Linked DNA regions of Lactuca sativa: region 2 is linked to region 1. Evidence: chromatin contacts called from public Hi-C data. All regions are on one chromosome and are shown on one strand. Each heading gives the region's core, a stretch centred on a gene start, on an enhancer-like site or on the middle of the called end of the contact. The rest is flanking DNA. Distances are from core to core; before and after follow the strand shown. Region 1 holds the start of LOC111897083 (F-box/kelch-repeat protein At1g57790). Region 2 holds the start of LOC111882187 (kinesin-like protein KIN-5C).

Region 1 (3,296 bases), core at 275-2,774:
TCAGGGCAACGAGGTGGGGGGACAATCCGGATGCTCCATGTGTGCTCTATCGGGTCATAAACTCCAAGCCATCCGGTTAAACTCAAACAGTAAAACAACCCGTTACAGAAAACAAGTTTGTTCCAAATACTGCTAACGAATGGCAACCGATTATGGTAGTTTACAGTAGTCCATTCGGTTGCATTTGGTGAACAGGTGCTAATGGCGACGACTGTAGGGCTGACGTGTTTGACTGTGAAAAGAATACAGTTTTGCGATTTGGGGGAGTTCGAAAAGGCGACGATTTGGTATGTCATTTCGAATCTGGGTAGTTTAATCATTTCCCTTGTGAAGGGATTAAAGAATAGGACGCGTTGTGTTCTTGGTTTGTAGAGTAATAACCACCCGTCTTTGTTGTAACAGATTCTGCATCCATGGAGTTGTGGTAATTCGAGAGAGTATGTTTTGCGTTTTGATGGGTCGTAGAACTCGAAGAGGTGGCCGAGTTTTGGGAAGTACATTAGCCATGGCGGTTTGTTGACTTTTCTGACTGATAAAGCGACTGAAAGCCATTTTTTGCAGACGGAAGATGTGCGGATGTTGTCTTTTAGAGTTAATCGGGAGATTATGAGTTCGAGAAGTTCAGACGGAAGGATCGACCATGATTCGTGATGATCTTGCTCGTCGTTTTCTTTCGTTGATACTCTTTTATCATCCTTGAATGTTTCAGACAACCTACAAACGGAAAATTTTAAGAATTATTTTGCGAAAAGAGTTGAATTCTATGAAATGCAGACTAAAGTCACGAAACCAGGATCTACATTTATGATCTATAGACTATAGATAGAATTGAATGATGAAGGAGCACGGAAGCACAAAATTTCTCTGTTGCCATTAAAAATACCTGATTCATACACTAAACAGAAACGTAAGTTACGTAATCTAGTAAGAAGATAAAATATAATCAACTCAGATCGAACATTGAGAACATAAGTTTTTACTAGAAACCCTAAAACCTAAAAACCTACACCTGCCAAACTTTATAAATTGTCGATGAATGAACCAAAACCACTATTTGTCACATACGTATACAATCCAATCAAGCAATTACAGAAAACGCAACAAATTCCATAAACTCAGCTGAATTACGACAATATGTAAATTACCAGCAAAACGCACACATGCTACCATTAATTTGGACCAAATTCACTTGAATTGAACAGAAACTGTAGCTGGATTGTAAAATCAAAGACGGATCTCATTTCTATAAACCCTAAAATCCAAATTCATCAATAAACCCAACAATAATTCAAACTCCAAACAAAAAACAGTAAGGAGTCCTCAAACCGAATTGGATTTCACTTGGAGTTGTTGAAGAGGACTTACAATCGGTGTTTCCTTCTCTTCCTTCCTGCCATAATTGCGAACAGATTAAGCTAAGCTCCTCCCACCACCAGTGTATGTGTGTTTTTGTAGAGAGAAAGATATGTTGAAGAGAGATGATGGGAATGGGAATGGGAATGACTGTTGTTGTCACGTTATGAAAACACCTAGGCTTTGTTACTACAACACGTGTACACAAAGAACTTATCTGGTGAGACGGGCCGCAGGGTACGTGGTAGTGGTAACTAATGGGATTGTTAGGTGAAAGATTAAGGGATGAGGTGGCAAGTTTTAATTGGTTGAGGAATGAGGGTGTTTGGAATACATTCGGTGGTCATCTCTGGAACTACCGTCACATGTGGGAATCGACAAGCTGGGTGCTGTCTATCCGCTTGTGGGTAAATCTGTAAATGATCCAAGCATGATGTGGCAATCATTCTTTGCACCTTGATAAAAGTCACAGCAGAATAAAAAAAAATGTTAATTTCTATTATAATAAATAAATAATTTTAATTTTTTATGTAAAATCTCATTTTAATAAAACTTTCATAAATATTATGCTTTGTGTGATATAGATATATATTATACAACTCATTTCAAAATTCAAATTTACGTTTTCTAATTATATGTTAAATTTGAAGTTATAATAATTTTAAAAATTTTAATATATCTCTTAATTAATAATTTATTTAAAATGAGTTATTTAAAATAATTGATTAATAATTATAAATTTCTATTTTAAAATTTTAATTAATTTTATAACCGTGTTTTCCATATGTTATAAACTAGTTATTTAGATAAACTAATCATACATATTTATAAAGCTAACATTTTTTCTTGAATCTCATGCATTTGAAACCCCCATTTTTTTTTCCTTTCACCACATTCATTTGAAACTCCCATGACTTTTCGATTTCCTTATAATAATAATAATTATAATTTGGTAATTAGGTTAAATAAATATCAAATCTAAAGTGTATTCATATATAAACTAAATTTGAATATTAAAATAATATTTTTAATTTTACTTATGAAATTATGTTTTTTAAGTTTTAACATATTATACTTAATTTATTAGTTTTAATAAATTGTTGGATGTAAACAATTATCATTTTAAAGGTATAATTTTTGAATAATTTGTATAAAATACTTAAACTATTAATTAAAATATAACATTATAGTTTCCAAATAAGTAGCTTAAAATATTTCTTAAATATATTTTTATAATCGTTGAAAGTTTCCAAATAAGTAGCTTAAAATAACTTACAATAACAATAGTTAAAAACAACTATATATAAATGATTATATTGTTAGCTTTAAAATAAAAAAACAATGTTTGATGTTTTAAATAATTATAATGATAGAAATTAAAACATTAAGCAAATTAATTTTAAAAATTAATTAATAATAAAAACAACTATATATAACATCAAATCATATATTATATTTAATTTTATTCATGTGTAATTCGCGGGTAGAAGTCATTCAAATGATTGAGATTATGAAGTTATAATAAATGTATATATTATCATATAATTCAAAATAATCAATATATTATATCAATTTAGTATATCCAAATTATTATATCAAATTTAACAACAATGTTATTGTTATATTTAAAAAGTTATATATTTGTAAATACTTCAACTATGTTGGTGTTTCTGCTTCAAAGTAGTATTATATTTCGTTCCACATTATTTGTCTCAGTTTCAAATTCGCATATCGGACAACGAGTTCAATTTAACACCCCCCCTTCTTCCAAATTAGCAAGATTGATCAATCCAAGGCCGGTATGCCAGATTCGAACCAAGGCCCAACAATTTTGAGGGCCCAAAATCTTTTATGTTTAAAATATAGCAAGTATCATTATACTCTATCTCATACAATATAGACTTTATGAGCAGAGTTTTATTAATTTAATACTAAATTATTAT
Region 2 (3,296 bases), core at 209-2,708, 150 kb before region 1:
TAATGTGTATAGTAATAGAAAAAAGAGAGTGTGATCGACTGAAAAGCAAGAGTAAGGTTTACTATAAACATCATGAGATATAAAAAAAAAACAAAAATTTGGAGAATTAGTGAAGGAAAAAAACCTTGATTGTTTATTTAATAAAGTCTCTGCAGTTCGACGTTTAGCAGAACCTCTTTCAAGTAATGTGAAAATCTCACTAGCACTTGTGACAATTTCCTCTTCTAAACCCCTCACAAGAACTCCACCTTTACCATCTTCCATTAAAGGTAAAAGTTTTTTCTGTTTATCTTCAACACCAAGTTTTGAGATTTCCTCAGGAGCAAGTAAATCGGTAATTTCTTCATTATAGAGCTCTAAAAAAGTTACTTTAACACTGTACTCTGCATTCTGACCCTCCAATGTGTCAAATATTTGTTTGACAGATCTAGGTATTACACCTGCTTCCAATGGGAGCTCACCATTTGGCCCACTCTGAGAATGAATTAGAAAAGTAGTGTTAAGTTTTGACATAAAAGATGCATACATACTTTAAGGGCAATGTAATGTGTAATAGATTTCATACCTTTGCTCTCTTACATTCTCCTTCCATGGTGAATGTTTTGCCTGTCCCTGTCTGTCCATAAGCAAAAATGGTGCAATTGAAGCCTTCTAGAACTTCGTTTACAATTGGGATTACAGCTTGTTCGTATAAATCTTTTTGCTGGGCTGTAGGTCCAAAGACCTGGACAAGTTCAGAAATACCATAACCATCGATTAATCATCCTTTGAGAGATGGAGAGAGTAATTAATTATAACCATATTTAATTTACATAGAAGAGTGATAAATTGAAACATTTAACAGACTCCCAAACCTGAATAAATTTACACATACGAGAAAGAGCGTGCCCGAGTCAATTAAACCCTATTAAGAATGCAATCTTAAATGCATATTGTAGAAATTAGGGTACCTTGTCAAATGTAAAAACCCTATCTATTTGCTTCCCCGCAATACTCTGTGAAACCGCAACTTCTCTCTGATACTCGTTACAGGTCACCACCTGAGGTGCATTGTTCTTTAACTCATCGCTACTAAACGGCCTACAAACAAACAACACAATGTATTTCAATACACGAAGTATAGAAGAAGAATTAAAAACATGATTTCAGAACGGATTTGAAAATCTCAAAAACCAATCAGATCCAAAGAGAGTTTTTCTTCCTAGTTTCAACCAAAAGGGAAAGATTACTGAGTACGATAAACACTTCCAGTACCTGCAACGCAACAGCACCTGGACATTGACGCCTTTTTCGTGGCGAAAAGACATAATTACACACGGATTTTGTGTGCTGGTGTGTTAAAGAGGAAACTTTGAAGCTCCGTTGCTTCGAATTCGATCGAATGTTGGTCGCTTTCTCGACCTGTCTCCCCTTCTCTCTTCAAACTAGTTTGATTTGACGAAAATGTAATGAAAAGCAGCGGGATGAGTGAGGCGTTTTTGAATTTTTGAAGGGACGCTCTCCACTTTTGATCTGACCGTTCATTTACGACGAAATTTGATCGCACGGTCTATGTGCTGCCAGAACTAAGTTGACGAAATTGTCCCTGAGACATCAAACTTTTGTTTCATTTGCACGAGTCCAATGTACAAATTCCAAGAATCCAATTCCAAACTGACAGCCTAGTCAATGGGCCTAAAAAGCCCAAGATACACACCACGCTAGGCATGCACAAAAAAACCGGTTCAATATCCGAACCGGTCAAAGAACCGGTAAATTGAACCGGTTCACAGTGAACCGAACCACCGGTTTATACTCGTTCGAGATTTTAGTCGCTAAAACCGGTTTATATCGTGTGAACCGGTATGGAACCGAACCGAACCGGTTTAGATAGGTTCGACTAATTTTATGAGTGAACCGGTTTTGCTTGGCTAGGGGGTGAACCGAACCGGATCGGTTTGAAAAATTAACAGGTTTGTGCATGCCTACCCCACACACAGGATCGCGATGCACCCTGCCTCATAAATCCACAGTCCACACACACCTTATTGGGCCATACTAAAGAAACAATTCCATTTTACTAAAAAGGTTGCACAAAATCGGTTTCGAAGCTCTCTTGGTTTTTTTTTATGGGTGTTCAAAACCGGATATCCGGATTTCGGATATCCGAAATTTCGGATAGTTGATATTAGGTATCCGAATCCGTATCCGAAAATTCGGATATCCGGATTTTCAGATATGGATACGGATATCAAATCGGATATCTGAAATTATCATTTATATAATTAATTATTCAACAAATTAACAAAAAAGTACAAACTTTCGAAACTGTTGAGTATCAATAAGTTTGCAAACCAATCCAACAATTAATCCTTGTCAATGGTTGACGATTTTCTTATTTAAATTTGCAAGTTTTAGGAAAATAGAAAAAATAAAAAGATTGCTTTAGCTGTTTGCTAAGGTCGCTATAAACCTAAAATGTAAATGAAGTACATAATTTGCTCAGGTCACTATAAACCTAAAATGGATGGTTTGCATATTAAACCCCAAAAAGCATAATAAAGTAAATTATAAATCAAAATTCTTCAAGAACCATGATAGCTCGATAGAATATAATCAAGAAAGAGGAAGAGACTAATATTCTTTAGTTGCGCAATTTTTGTATGAGCAAAGATAATTTCGAGTGATAAATCAATAAATTCTGAAGATACATAAGCCATTCATCAAAATATTGCGTGAAAGAAAATCAAATGACCGAAAAGCAACAAACAAAAATGAGGTTTAATATAAAACAAAAAAAAAAAGAGACGAAGATAATGAAAATCAGATCCTAAATAGCTAAATTAACTAAAACATATTTTAAATACATTAAATATATAAATATATATCGGATATCCGAAATATCCGATTTTTTTAAAACTAGTATCCGTATCCATATCCGAATCCGAAAATCCGGATATCCGAATTTCGGGTATCCGAAATTTTGGATATCCGAATTTTCGGATAATTTCGGATCGGATTTTCAGATTATTAAATCGGATGTCGGATATTTTTGAACACCCCTAGTTTTTTTTATGTTTTCTTAAGGAAAATTTTGGTCTTTAGGACGGGGTTTTTTCAGGTCCAGTATAGACCAGTTCAATGTTGTGGTCTTTGCATTTTGCTTTTTTGTTCGGCTTCGGGTTTTCTTTTTTGGATTGAGGTTGGGTTTTCTTATCCAATCTTCTTCTAGACGATTTTGTCTCATATAATTATATTGAGCATCATACTAGCTTTATTATTATTTACAAATTACAATGGTTTAGAATCAATTTGTA

The links. Hi-C and Micro-C count contacts between places; a contact is called where the count stands out from the background.
Region 2: a contact with region 1 is called in a Hi-C map of leaf, with 8 times the contacts expected there. The contact joins the promoter of LOC111882187 here to the promoter of LOC111897083 in region 1. A contact is called at or near these places in 2 of 4 Hi-C or Micro-C datasets (leaf and seed).

The regions. Positions count from the first base shown.
Region 1 is chr8:117,839,140-117,842,435 of Lsat_Salinas_v11, reverse strand. It overlaps LOC111897083 (F-box/kelch-repeat protein At1g57790), which reads right to left and starts at 1,524. Exons shown (of 3, transcript XM_023893052.3): 1 at 1,366-1,524; 2 at 1-714. The coding sequence starts at 1,397.
Region 2 is chr8:117,987,848-117,991,143 of Lsat_Salinas_v11, reverse strand. It overlaps LOC111882187 (kinesin-like protein KIN-5C), which reads right to left and starts at 1,458. Exons shown (of 22, transcript XM_023878538.3): 1 at 1,255-1,458; 2 at 951-1,080; 3 at 566-724; 4 at 125-474; 5 at 1-38. The coding sequence starts at 1,307.